3 separate regions of the Athene noctua genome follow, and regions 1 and 3 are each linked to region 2. Evidence: chromatin contacts called from public Hi-C data. All regions are on one chromosome and are shown on one strand. The core of a region is the stretch at or near the end of the contact, and the rest is flanking DNA. Distances in the headings are between cores, read along the strand shown. Region 1 holds the start of DDRGK1 (DDRGK domain containing 1). Region 2 holds the start of FASTKD5 (FAST kinase domains 5). Region 3 holds the start of MAVS (mitochondrial antiviral signaling protein).

Evidence for each region. A called contact is a pair of places that touch in the nucleus more often than the background predicts.
Region 1: a Hi-C map of liver shows a contact between it and region 2, with 6 times the contacts expected there. The contact joins the promoter of DDRGK1 here to the promoter of FASTKD5 in region 2. A contact is called at or near these places in 2 of 2 Hi-C or Micro-C datasets (heart and liver).
Region 3: a contact with region 2 is called in a Hi-C map of heart, with 4 times the contacts expected there. The contact joins the promoter of MAVS here to the promoter of FASTKD5 in region 2. A contact is called at or near these places in 2 of 2 Hi-C or Micro-C datasets (heart and liver).

What each region holds. Positions count from the first base shown.
Region 1 is chr4:3,254,425-3,258,162 of bAthNoc1.hap1.1, reverse strand. It overlaps DDRGK1 (DDRGK domain containing 1), which reads right to left and starts at 2,344. Exons shown (of 9, transcript XM_074904266.1): 1 at 2,209-2,344. The coding sequence starts at 2,296.
Region 2 is chr4:3,391,427-3,395,637 of bAthNoc1.hap1.1, reverse strand. It overlaps FASTKD5 (FAST kinase domains 5), which reads right to left and starts at 2,745. Exons shown (of 2, transcript XM_074904271.1): 1 at 2,657-2,745. It overlaps UBOX5 (U-box domain containing 5), which reads right to left and starts at 2,743. Exons shown (of 5, transcript XM_074904272.1): 1 at 2,657-2,743.
Region 3 is chr4:3,566,784-3,570,469 of bAthNoc1.hap1.1, reverse strand. It overlaps MAVS (mitochondrial antiviral signaling protein), which reads right to left and starts at 1,910. Exons shown (of 7, transcript XM_074904278.1): 1 at 1,853-1,910; 2 at 885-1,014; 3 at 587-761. The coding sequence starts at 1,001. PTPRA (protein tyrosine phosphatase receptor type A) reads left to right here and starts at 2,220. Exons shown (of 25, transcript XM_074904276.1): 1 at 2,220-2,560.

The DNA of each region.
Region 1 (3,738 bases), core at 1,095-3,594, 140 kb after region 2:
AAGGAAAGTGAATTCCCGTTTAAGATCAAAATTTGCAGATATTAAATACACAACAGCCTCGATGTAGCATATTTAATAACTCCTCTTGCGTAAGGAGAACGTCATCACCACAATCTGAAATTTTGTAAAGGACTTTATAATGACAGAAATCAGTATATTAAGGTAGAAATTATCTTAAAACCATAACAAAAAAAAAAAAAAGGAAGACCAATGCGGAAGAGTAAAAAGATGCCGCTGAAAAAGAGGCTTCAAAATGATGAAATTATCCTGAATGTAAACTAACTTTAACCAAGCCGTTCAAAACCAGTATTAAAGCTTCTTGAGAATTCAGACCATTTAAAACAAATGTTCGGGTTTCAAGTTAGTTAGAACTTTGTACATCTAAAAAAGAAAAGAAAAAGAAACCCTCCCAAGCCCTGCAGACCCTGATTTACGCAAGTCACTATACAAGTCAAGTTCAGAAAATTACGTATTTTCAGCAGTCTCATTTCTCTGGGACATGCACTCACTTTTTACCAAAAGCTTTGACTAACCGGGAATCTGACAAAATCTCATCAGTTTCCAAGCTGTTGAGAAAAATTTAGACCAGGTCTATACAAGAGAAGGTGCAAGAGAAATGTGTTGGAAAACTTAATTATCAGCAAAACCTGCTTTTAACACAATGTCCTTACCAGTATACACTTTTCTACTGGCATGACTGTGTTTATACCAGACGTGTTTTCTTTTTTTCTTAAAAATTTATGAAAGTTACCACCTCCTCAAAAAAACCCCAAACAAAACCCCGACAGACTCCAAATCCTGGAAACTAGTGTTGTTATAATGACAAAGAATCATAGAATGGTTTAGGTTGGAAGGGAACTCAAAGATCATCTATTTCTGATCCCCCTGCCCCAGGCAGGGCCACCTTCCACCAGCCCAGGTTGCCCAAAGCCCCGTCCAACCTGGCCTTGAACCCTTCCAGGGAGGGGGCAGCCACAGCTTCTCTGGGCAGCCTGTGCCAGGGCCTCACCACCCTCACAAGGAACAATTTCTGCCTTACATCTAATGTAAATCTACCTTCTTTCATTTGAAAACCACTACCCCCTCGTCCTATCCCTACACCCCCTGATGACGAGTCCCTCCCCCCTTTCCCGCAGCCCCTTTCAGCCCTGGGGGGCCGCTCTAAGGTCTCCCCGGAGCCTTCTCTTCTCCAGCTGAACCCCCCAACTCTCTCAGCCACTCAGCTTCAGTATTTGTCCTGGATAAATATCTGAATTTGAGACATCACAGAAAAACAAACTCCCTTCTTTCATTCTGAAAACACAACAAGGTTGATAAGTTCAGAGCTGCATCTGACTTCTTCCCGTAAAATTCAACTCGTACCCACACAAGGTCGCTTCCACCAGTTTCCCACTGCCACAGTGGACTGGACAGTGTTAGGTTTACAGCTGGACTCGAAGATCTTAAAGATGTTTTCTAACCTAAATGGCGATGTGATTCTAACTGCTGGCCAGCAATAAAACACTCGCCGTTTGAGGGAGAACTGAAGTGCTGTATCATCTACCCGTTCCCAGAATGGGACTACGCAACGCCGCACCAAAACCTGGCGTGGCTAGCAAGCCCTCGCAGCGTCGGGCGAGGTGGAAAACCAGCAGAAGTGGGCGATTTCTGTGAAATGTAGGCAAAGCAAGCTGTCAGAGGCAGGTGACAGGCCGGCCTGCCTTTCAGCTCTGATGTCTGACACGAACGTTAACCGGCCGTTGCCCAAGGCCTGCCGGGGAGGAGGAGAGGTGAAGACCCGCCTGTCAGCCGGGCTGGGCTGTCACCTCACCCGGTGGATTTCACTCCCCGTTTGCAGGAAAAGCCCTCAGGGCCACCCTCCCTGCGCCCGCCCAGCCCGGGAGCGGGAACCTCGCCAACCTTTCAACCCCACAGCAAACCCGCTGCCCCTCACCCTGGGGCCGCCTCAGGCCGGGAACCGTGCCCGGGCCCCGGCCAGCAGCAGCACTCTCCGCCACCACCCGGGGCTCCCACCCCGGGGCCTGAAGGACGACCCCGACGGGTGGAGGGAAGGGCGGGGCGCCAGGGATCCTGACGGAACCACCGGGCCCCCCCCACCATGGCGGCTCCCCCTCAGGGGAAGGCCTGAGGCGAGCCCCCCCCACCCCGCGGTTTCCATTGAGAGCAGGGGCGGGCCCGGGAAGAAGGCCCAGCGGGGCCGTGACCCACCTGCCCTCGCCTGGCCACGGAGGCGGGTGGCGAAGAAGAGGAGGACGGCGAGGAGCGCGGCGGCGGCGGCGAGCAGCACCGCGTCCATCCTCCGCCCCTCCCGCAGCGCCGGCTCGGCCCCGCCCCCCGGCCGCAGCAGGGGCGGTGCTTGCCGCGCCCCGCCCCTCGCCGCCGCAAGGACCCCGAGCGCGGGCTGTCCATATGCTGCCTGCAGCGGGGCGGCGCTGAGGCGGGAGCGGGGCGGCCGGGCCGGCGTGGCGGAGGGCAGCCCGGGGGGCGGAGGGGGCCCTGAGGGAGCGCCGGCCCAGGAGGCGGGCGGGGAGGTGCAGGGCCCGGCCCGGCCCGTGTGCGCCCGGAAGGGAAATTAAACGAGGAATTAAAAACTGTGAAGCAAAACCGCCCGTCAGCGCAGCGCCGGTGGGTCTGGCCGTGGGGCGCGGCTGCTGGGGGCGGCCGGTGAGGCGTTTCCCTCAGCACTCGGGCGGGCCGCGCTGTGCGCGCCCGCTGCCAGGGCGGCCCTGGCCGGGAAGGTGGAGTTACACCTATGAGTAGTTCCTGAGTTCTGCCTTGAAGTCAGCGGTGTGTGGGCATGCAGTCGCGCCGAAGCTGCCTGGCTCGGGCAGCTGAACAACGGCGTCCTGAGCCACAGCAAGTTTGCCCCTGACAAAATCGGAGAGGCTGACTCTGCACTGGCCCAAAACTAGCTGCACGCGTAGTACGCTGGCTTAATTCGGTAAAAATGTAGGAAACGAAGCTGCTCAGAGGAAGCAGATTTGTTTAAAGAATCAGGTTTGCGCTGATCTGTGCAGAGCCGGTACGAGGTGGATGAGCTTTGGCTGCAGGTTGCTCGTTGCGTTAGGCTGAACTCATGCTGGGGTCCAGCCAAATGGAGGATCGGACTCCTGTTGATTCCCTTTTACTGGTAGCAATACTCCATGACTGTGTAATGGGCCACAGCAGGAAACTATTTAATTTTTTTCTTCTTTTTTTTTTTTTTCTGCATTTGGTTATGAGCCAGATCATAACATATATCAGCACAAAAAGATGCTGCAGGAACTTGTGGCTGGGGGTGGAGGACAAACTTCCCTCCCCTTTGGATGGTGGCCCACTGTTAGATCTGAAACCATTTGTCAGGCTCTGCCCTAGTCCTTCTGTGAGCGAGGACGAAAATATTTTATTTTTTACATGTTTTGACTTCATTGTGGTTGTGAAGTTCTGACTGATCTAGCCCTTTCTTGCTTCAGAGATCCCTTTAGTGTGATCTTTTAAAACCACTGCTTGTTGTTAGGGGAAATGTTTTCATAAATTGAAATGGAAGTTAAGGACTACTGGAGATCTAGATGTGATCAAAGGAACTGTTTCAGCTAATCAGTCATTACTGTGGACTGCACAGCTGCCTGTGCATATACCGTCATGAGCTCAAGACAAATTCAGATCAGTCTGCCACAGAAAAAAACAACTTCTACTAAGAAATTTGTTAAGTCTTAACAATGTAGAACCAGCGACAGAGTGGAAAGTTCTCAAAAAGGA
Region 2 (4,211 bases), core at 1,496-3,995:
CTCCCGATCTGCTCCAGTGCAAAGTCAAGCGGCTCCATTCAGCCCTCTGGGACTGACCGTGTCAACTTGCACTGAGGCAGCCGAGGAAATCTCACATCCTCTGCTCCATGGGCAGAGCTTGGGGGCACCAACTGCCAGCTGGTGGGTGAGGAGAAGCTGCCAGAGCAGTAACCCTCTCAGCCACCACAGCACTGGAGATGAAAAAAGCAACCTGGGTGGAGAACGGGAGGCTCTGGGGCAAAAAATAGGGAAGGCAAACTGAAACTAAGATTTCTGGAGACAGCCACAGGAGGAGGAGGGTACAAGAAAGACCAATGTGTTTTTAAGGTGACTAGTAAACGGCTGATAAATACTGTAAGATGCTCAGTAGCCACTAAGCTTGCCAGGCACCTTATCTGTATCTCAAAGCATATCACGAGGCAGCCCGCTGGTGCAGATCAGGCTCTGCTGACCCTTAGGGCTGTGCTACTCCCTGCCCCACAGGCAGCTGCAAGGCCATGACTGGCCCCCTCCAGCGTGAGAAGTCAAATCACAACAGGGAGGAGAGACTCTACCCCCTTCTGGCTGTCTTGTGAGCTGGGGAAAGGACAAGCCCCCTCAGAACCTGGACAGTAAAACCCCAGCCAAGAGCTGGGGTGCTGCAGCACAGCCCAGGCCTCACAAAGCCAACAGCAGCAACAAGCAGGAGCTGGATTTCAAAGCCCTCCTGTTTAGTACAAAGAAATGTTTGATGAAAACATCATTTCTGGCTCTACTGGCTGGGACATCCAAGCTGAACTGGCCGCAAGTGACAGGTGCCATCTTCATGTGGCTGGAGACTGGCAGCAGTGAAGTGGGCAAGGCTCAGACCTGCACCCTGGCTGGGGGGAGGAGACCCCATCCCCTCTGACATCGTCTCCACTTCTAGTACCTCACAGAGCTTGTCCTGGAGAACAATTACAGGGGTTGGTTCAAGCTGCAAAGATGATCTTGGACAAGAGGAGGCTTATCCAGCCTAGGCTTTCCGAGAGACTTTTTTGTCTGACTCTATTCTGCATGTCTTCTATTTCTCTATTGTTGAGAAACACGAAAGCACTACTGAGAGACAGCCATTTATTTAAAACCACTTCTATTTGCTCTTGAAAGGTGAGAATACCTACAAAACGCAGCACTGTTACCAGAAACACCCCTCTCGGCAACAACAGCCCCACTTGAAAGACAGGGAATCAAAGTCGCAGCGTTTGCACACCAAAACCTCTGAAGTCGAGTGTCGCAGGCTGCTAAGAATACCATCCGTGTAGTTTAGCGTTAAGCTGTGACACATTTGGGAAGCTATTCAATAAAGAGAACACTTCTCTCTTGCTCTAAACCCATCAAAAAAAGAGACCACGTGCAAGGGAGCAAGGTCTGCATGGGTCGAGATACTTCAAGCACCTCTGAAAAAACCAGGCTGGCTCCAAGTGGCCTTTCGCCCAAGACTTTCACACACCCCCAGCCTAAATCTTTGTGATCTTTGAAGTTTCTTCCAACATTTCTCTTCTAACTCCTCTCCTTGATTTCCCCCTCTTCCCGTTACCCTGAGTAATCAGCCTGCCTTCCTCCTCCCACTGCACTTCTTGCTCGTACCCAGCCAAACTCCTTCCCACCTCTGGGCAAGTCTCTCTAGAAATTTCACTTCCAGGGACTCCAAAAAGCCAGCCAGAAAGCGAGTTTTGGAGCTGGGCCCTGCAAGCTGCAAATGCACTTTACAGAGGCCCTCTGGGATGGAAACATCTTTGTGTATGTGTCTGTGTGTCACACTTAGAGCTGAGCTCTTGGCCAAGAGCGCAACTGCACAGCTGAGCGTTAGCTGAACACCAGGGAAAACAACATTCCTGGAGGGATGCCACCCGCTTCAGAGTATTAGCTCTGTGAAAAGGGATACGGGTGCACCCTGAAACGCTGTCCCTGCTTTTGGTCCCTCTGAAACACTCAAAGGGACTTTCAGCAGCACTGGGAAACCCTCACAGGATCCACGCTAGGAGACCGCCCAGTTCTGCAGCACACCGCCCCGTCCTGTGCTTCCCCCTACCCAGCACCACGGACAATAAAAGGGCAGAAGACGTCTCCTCGGTACGTGTGAGGCACTTCAGATCCGATCAAGGTGGGGGGTAAACCAGCTCGTTTTGGCCAAGAGCCTACAATCAGCACCTGTGCCTGGGCTGAAGAGAAAAATAACAAAAAAAGGAGGGTTTTTTCCCCCCCCCAACGGATTATGACGTCAGAGTGCAAAACCGTCACTTTTTCCTTTGTTTGTGCTTTTTTCCCTCCCTTTCAAGCCCCCGCCGGCACCAGAAGGCAGCAGGCACGACGAAGGGCTCGGCCGCCAACACCACCAGCGGTGGCGGCGCGGCTGCCTGGCCCGGCCCCCGGCGGGCACAGCTAGAAGGCCGAGCCCCGCTCCTTCCCCCCTGGGCTGTGCCTACACATCTGCGGTACCTACACATACCCGCACACGGGGCAGCGAAGCCCCCGCCGCTGGGCAAGGCGACGGGCGGGGGGGGGGCTCCGCGCATGCGCCTGCGCTGCCCCCGCCGCTGCCCCGCTGAGGGGGCGGCGCTGCCGAGGGGAGGCCGCGGGGAAGGGGCAGAGGAGAGGGAAAGGGACGTGGCGGCCCGCGCTGCCCGCTCGCACTCACCGGGGCTAGGCGCCCGCCGCCGGCTCTGGCCCTGCCGCCCGCCAGCCCCTCCGCCCGGCCGCCCCCGTCGCCTCCCGCCGACTTCCGCCCACCTGACGGTGACGCACTTCCGGCCGTACGGCAACCCAGCGGGGCCACGCGCGGCAGCGGAGCGGCCGGCCGGCAGGTGGCGCCAGCGGCGCGCGGCGCGCAGCGGCCCCACGTGATGCGGGAGCGGGGGTCATGTGATACCGGGGGAGGCGTCACGTGGCTGCCCAGAGCGGGGCCGCCATGTCGGTGCGCGGCCATGGAGGATGGTGGCTTTGGGGGTTCTTCGGCTGCTCGACACCGCCCCTCCGGGAACCGCCCCGAGCCGCGGTGGCTGCGAGCCCCGGCGGGGTGGCCTGGGGAGGGCCATGAGGCTCACGGCAGCGCCGGGGATCTGGGCCGCGGTCTGCAGGGGCCGGTCCCCCGGTGCCGCTTGCTGCAGTAAATTCATTCTCAAAAGAACCCCAAAGACTTAATTTGAAGTTTTAGAAGGCGGGCGTGCTTTATTGCAGCGCTGGATGCACGGGGGATCACTCCACCTAACGGGCATGTCAAAAGACAAATGCACTTATTATATACAATTTAAAAAAAAAAAAAAAGAATATTCATGTAATTTCCACACCTATTTCCAGAGGATCTAATGTATAGATATATTGCATAATATATCTATATTTCATGGGATATCAATACATTGCACGAGTGTACTAAAATTTGAGAACAGGTTTCCGAGGGGCTTCCATGGGGGTTTCAGGCAGTCTGTGGTGGTCCTTAGAGGCTGGTGAAGAGGCGTCTTACTGTCTGCGAACTCTGAGTCATTTTTCATATAAGGCCTCGCCTTGGCTTATTGCTGTCTGTAAAGTTTCTTAGTTTTCTTGTCTTTGACTCCCACAGGTGTCTGTTGGTTTCTCTGCCCTCCCTGGGCTGTACCCATCAGAGTTGCAAAAATTTCGCTAAGGGCAAATGCCAGGGGCTGCCCTTGGGCCACAACAACCCCCAGCAGGGTTACAGGCCTGGGGAGGAGTGGCTGGAGAGCTGCCAGTCAGAGAGGGACCTGGGGGGATTGATAGTGAGCCAGCAGTGTGCCCAGGGGGCCAAGGAGGGCAATGGCATCCTGGCTTGTGTCAGCACTGGCGTGGCCAGCAGGGACAGGGAAGGGATCTGAGCCCTGGGCTCGGCACTGGGGAGGCCGCCCCTCGGTGAGTGGGTTCAGTTTTGGGCCCCTCACCCCAAAAAGGCCATTGAATGACTCGAGCGTGGCCAGAGAAGGGCAACGGAGCTGGGGCAGGGTCTGGAGCACAGGTCTGCTGGGGAGCGGCTGGGGGAACTGGGGGGGTTCAGTCTGGAGAAGAGGAGGCTGAGGGGAGACCTCCTGGCCCTCTGCAACTCCCTGCCAGGAGGGGGCAGAGAGGGGGGATGAGTCTCTGGAGCCAAGGAGCCAGCGCCAGGCCCCGAGGGAATGGCCTCAAGCTGCCCAGGGCAGGGTCAGGCTGGCTCTGAGGAAGGATTTCTGTGCAGAAGGGGCTGTTGG
Region 3 (3,686 bases), core at 661-3,160, 180 kb before region 2:
CAGCCCTGCAGGGGGGTCTCCCAGAGTGGAGCAGAGGGGGAGAATCCCCCCCTTGCCCTGTGCCCACACTGCTCGGGGTGCAGCCAGCACACCGTTGGCTTTCTGGGCTGAGAGCACACGTTGCTGGCTCACAGTTTTCCATCCACTAATTCCCCCACATCCTTCTCCTTGGGGCTGCTCTCAATCCACTCCTCGCCCAGCCTGGATTTGTGCTTGGGATTGCCCCAACCCATGTACAGGACCTTGCCCTTGGCCTCGCTGAACTCCACAAGGTTTGCATGTCCCACCTCCCCAGCCTGTCCAGGCCCCTCTGGCCAGCACCGCATCCCTCCAGGGAAGGGATCTTCCCGTCTCCCCTCCAGCTGTGAAACCCAGCCCAGGACCAACCCAAGCACCTTCAAACAAGGACCCTGCCCACCCCCAGGCACATCACCAGGGTGAGGGACATCCCTGGGGCCATCAGTCACCCCCAGGCCCCCAGAAGCCGGGACAGAGAGAGCAGCAGTCACCAAGAGACACTGTCTGGGTCCCCAGTCACCACTGGACCCCCATGGCAGCACCACCTGGGGACAAGGAGGCTACATACGGGCTTGCAAGGTGTCATATACGTGCTGCAGCTCGTCGGCCAGGTGCCCGGCGTTGTTCTGGCGCAGCGCGTTGATCAGATCCGGCACCCAGCCCTGCCGGCACTTCAGGTGCTGGTAAAACCTATAGGCAGTTGCCTGGCTCCCCCGTGTTTCCTCCCGGGTGTGAAGTTCATCCTAAATAAAACACACAAGGCATCTAAGAGAGGGTCTGGCTTAGAGGTAAGGCAGCTGTACGTTGCCTGAGCTGTATATATTGCGGAAGGAGCCTGGTAGGAGTCAGGAAAGCAGGGAATTTACTCTGTCGGCGTCGGTCAGGCAGGTCAGGGAATCAGCCAGCGACGACACACGGATGTTCTTGAAATTCTTTAGGTTTTTCATAATGTATTCATACACTTTCTCTTCGGCCAAACCCATCTTGGCTCAGCACCTGCCGAGAGAGAGAGAGACAAAATGTGAGCAGAGGGCTGCTGGTGACACTCGGCTTTTCTACAGGAGCTTGGCCTTTCCTGTAGGAGCTTGGCTTTTCTATAGGAGGTTGGCTATAGAAACTTGGGCTTTTCTTTAGGAACTTGGCTATAGAAGCTTGGGGTTTTCTACAGGAGCTTGTCTCTTCTATAGGAGCTTGGCTCTACTATAGGAGCTTGGGCTTTTCTACAGGACCTTGAGCTCTTCTACAGGAGCTTGGGCTTTTCTACAGGACCTTGGGCTCTACTACAGGAGCCTGGCCCTCCAGCACAGACTCTCGGCCTTGCTGTGGAGGTGATCGACGCACGGGGAAATCCAGGGTGGAAACCACGTGAAATAACCCAGGTTTAAAGTTCAGCTCTGGACTCTGCTTTCACAAATCCAATTTCCCCCTGCAATGCCCAGCCGTATTTACTGATTTTTTATGGTTTTGGTTTGTTGGGTTTTTTTTTTGTTGCGGGGCTGACCCCGCCTGCAGGGTTTTTCTGCAGGTTCCGTAACATGGCGAAGTGCGGGGTCACGCCAGGCGAAGGGGGACCAAGGCTGTGTCCTACTTTAGGCCCAGGGCGACGCGGCTTCTCGCCGACGGAAGGAATATAAAATCCCCTTTTCCCGGGGGCACGGCGGGCCGGGAGGGGAGGCCTGCTCGCCCGGCCGGGCCCCCTGTCCCGCAGCACGGCCTAGCCCGCTCCCGGGGAGACTCTGCGTGTGCCAACGGACTAACCCCCGCTCAGGGCTCAGCCCGGGGATGGGCCCCGCCGCGGACCCGGCCCGGCCCGTCCGCCGCCGCACCCCCCTACCTGCGCCCGCCGCCACCGCCGCGCGCTCCCGGGAACGCTCCGCGCCCGCCCACCCCGCGCCTCGCCGCTTCCGATTGGCCGCCACGCACGCCCGTCGCGGTGACAGACAGGCGCTGTGAGGTACGGTGTTGTCGATGGGGAAGTGCCCGCCCCCTCCACCGCCCCCCCCCCCGGTCCCTCCTCCGGGGGCCGGCCCGGCTCGGCGGGGCTTGATCGCGGCCCTCACCCCGCGGCGGCGGGCCGGGGGGAACCGGGCGGAGGGAGCCGGCTCCCCCCCCCCGCGCCGGCAGGTGGCAGCACCGTAACGGGGACGGCCGGCGGGCACCTGGCGGAGGGATCCCTCCGCGGCCGCGGCGCCCCGCCCCTCGCCCCGCCCCGGGCCTGTCAGCGGAGCGCGCCCTGCACGGAGCCGCACCATGGCGGCGGCGGCAGGAGCGGGCGGGCGGCTGCGGGGGCGCCGCTGAGGGCCGGCAGCCCGGCGGCGGGGCGCTGAGGGGCGGCGGGGCCTTTCCCCCTCCCCCCTTTCCCCTCCCCTTCTTTTCCCCCCCACCCCCCTTCCCCCCCGCCCCGACCCCCGCGCCCTCCCCCGGCGCGGCGTCCATGGTCGCGGCCGGCCGCCGCGGCGTCGTACCGGAGCCCTTGGGCGGCGGCGAGAGCCAGCGAGGGAGAAGGAGCGGGACCGGCCCGGCGCCGCCCGCCGCGCCGCAGGTGAGTGACCGACCCGGGGCGGGGGGGAACGAACCGGGCCCGGGGTTGTTATGGCGACGCGGGGGGCGCCAGGCGGGGCCTCTCCGGGCGGCACCCACGCGTGTCCGCGGCCTCTGCGTGGGGCCCGGCTCGGGCTGCCGTGAGCTCCTGCCCGGCTCCCCGCCCTCCCCTGCCCTCCCGCCGCGAGTTTTATTATGCTTTTATAATAATAATAAAAAGCGAATCGTGGATCGCACACGCGAACTTCTGCACGTGGGTCTGCAGCGGCCTCCTCCCTCTCTCCTCGCACCCGGGGGCTCCGGGCTCCCACCCGGGCACCCTCTGACACCCAGCAGACGGGACACGTCCTGCGTGGACCCCGCGCTCGCCTCTCCCTGCCGCAGGATCGCCGGGGGACACCGATACGCAGGACACCGGCCCCTCCGTGGGCAAACAACCGTGCTCGGTCTCACCCCCGGCCTCCTCAGCGGGGACACGAGGGGGTTTTTTGTGAGGGGTATACCAGCCTCGTCGGCTCGTAACCTGCCTCCCGCCCCGCACCGTGTCCCTCGGGGAGATGCTCCGAAGCGGAGCCTCGGAGGGGACCCCAAGGTTGTGTCCCCTCGTCACTGGTGTCTCCGCGCATCCCCAGCGGGCTGCCACGCTCCGGGCTCTCCCACGCTCGGGTAGATGCATCCTCCCTCCTTGGCCAACGCTTATTTCTGATCTTGGATGTCATCAAGGGTGGAAAATGTGACAGGAAGGAAGGGAGGCTTTTTTTCCTTTTGCTAAATATGGACTGACATTAAAATCCAAATACTGTCGTGAAAGGAATCCCAGCCCCTGTTTGTTGGAGGAGGGAAAAACGATGTTTTCTGGCTTTTCGACTGTGAGGTTCCAGCTGGGAAGTTTCGCAAGGAGCGCTGGGGTCCTTGCCGAGAGCCTCAGGAATTTACTTTGCTCGTTTGCAGGACGCTCTCCACAGCGTATTACGCTGAAAAACTTCGTCATCCCTTCCCTGCCTGTCGGTGGCTGGGGAGAGCTTGCTGCAAGCGTGCAAGATGCTTTGAAATGATTTAGGGATTTTTCCTCTCCTGTCCAAGGACTTCTAGAAAAGGAAGGGGTGCAGGCGAATAAAACTGGAGCC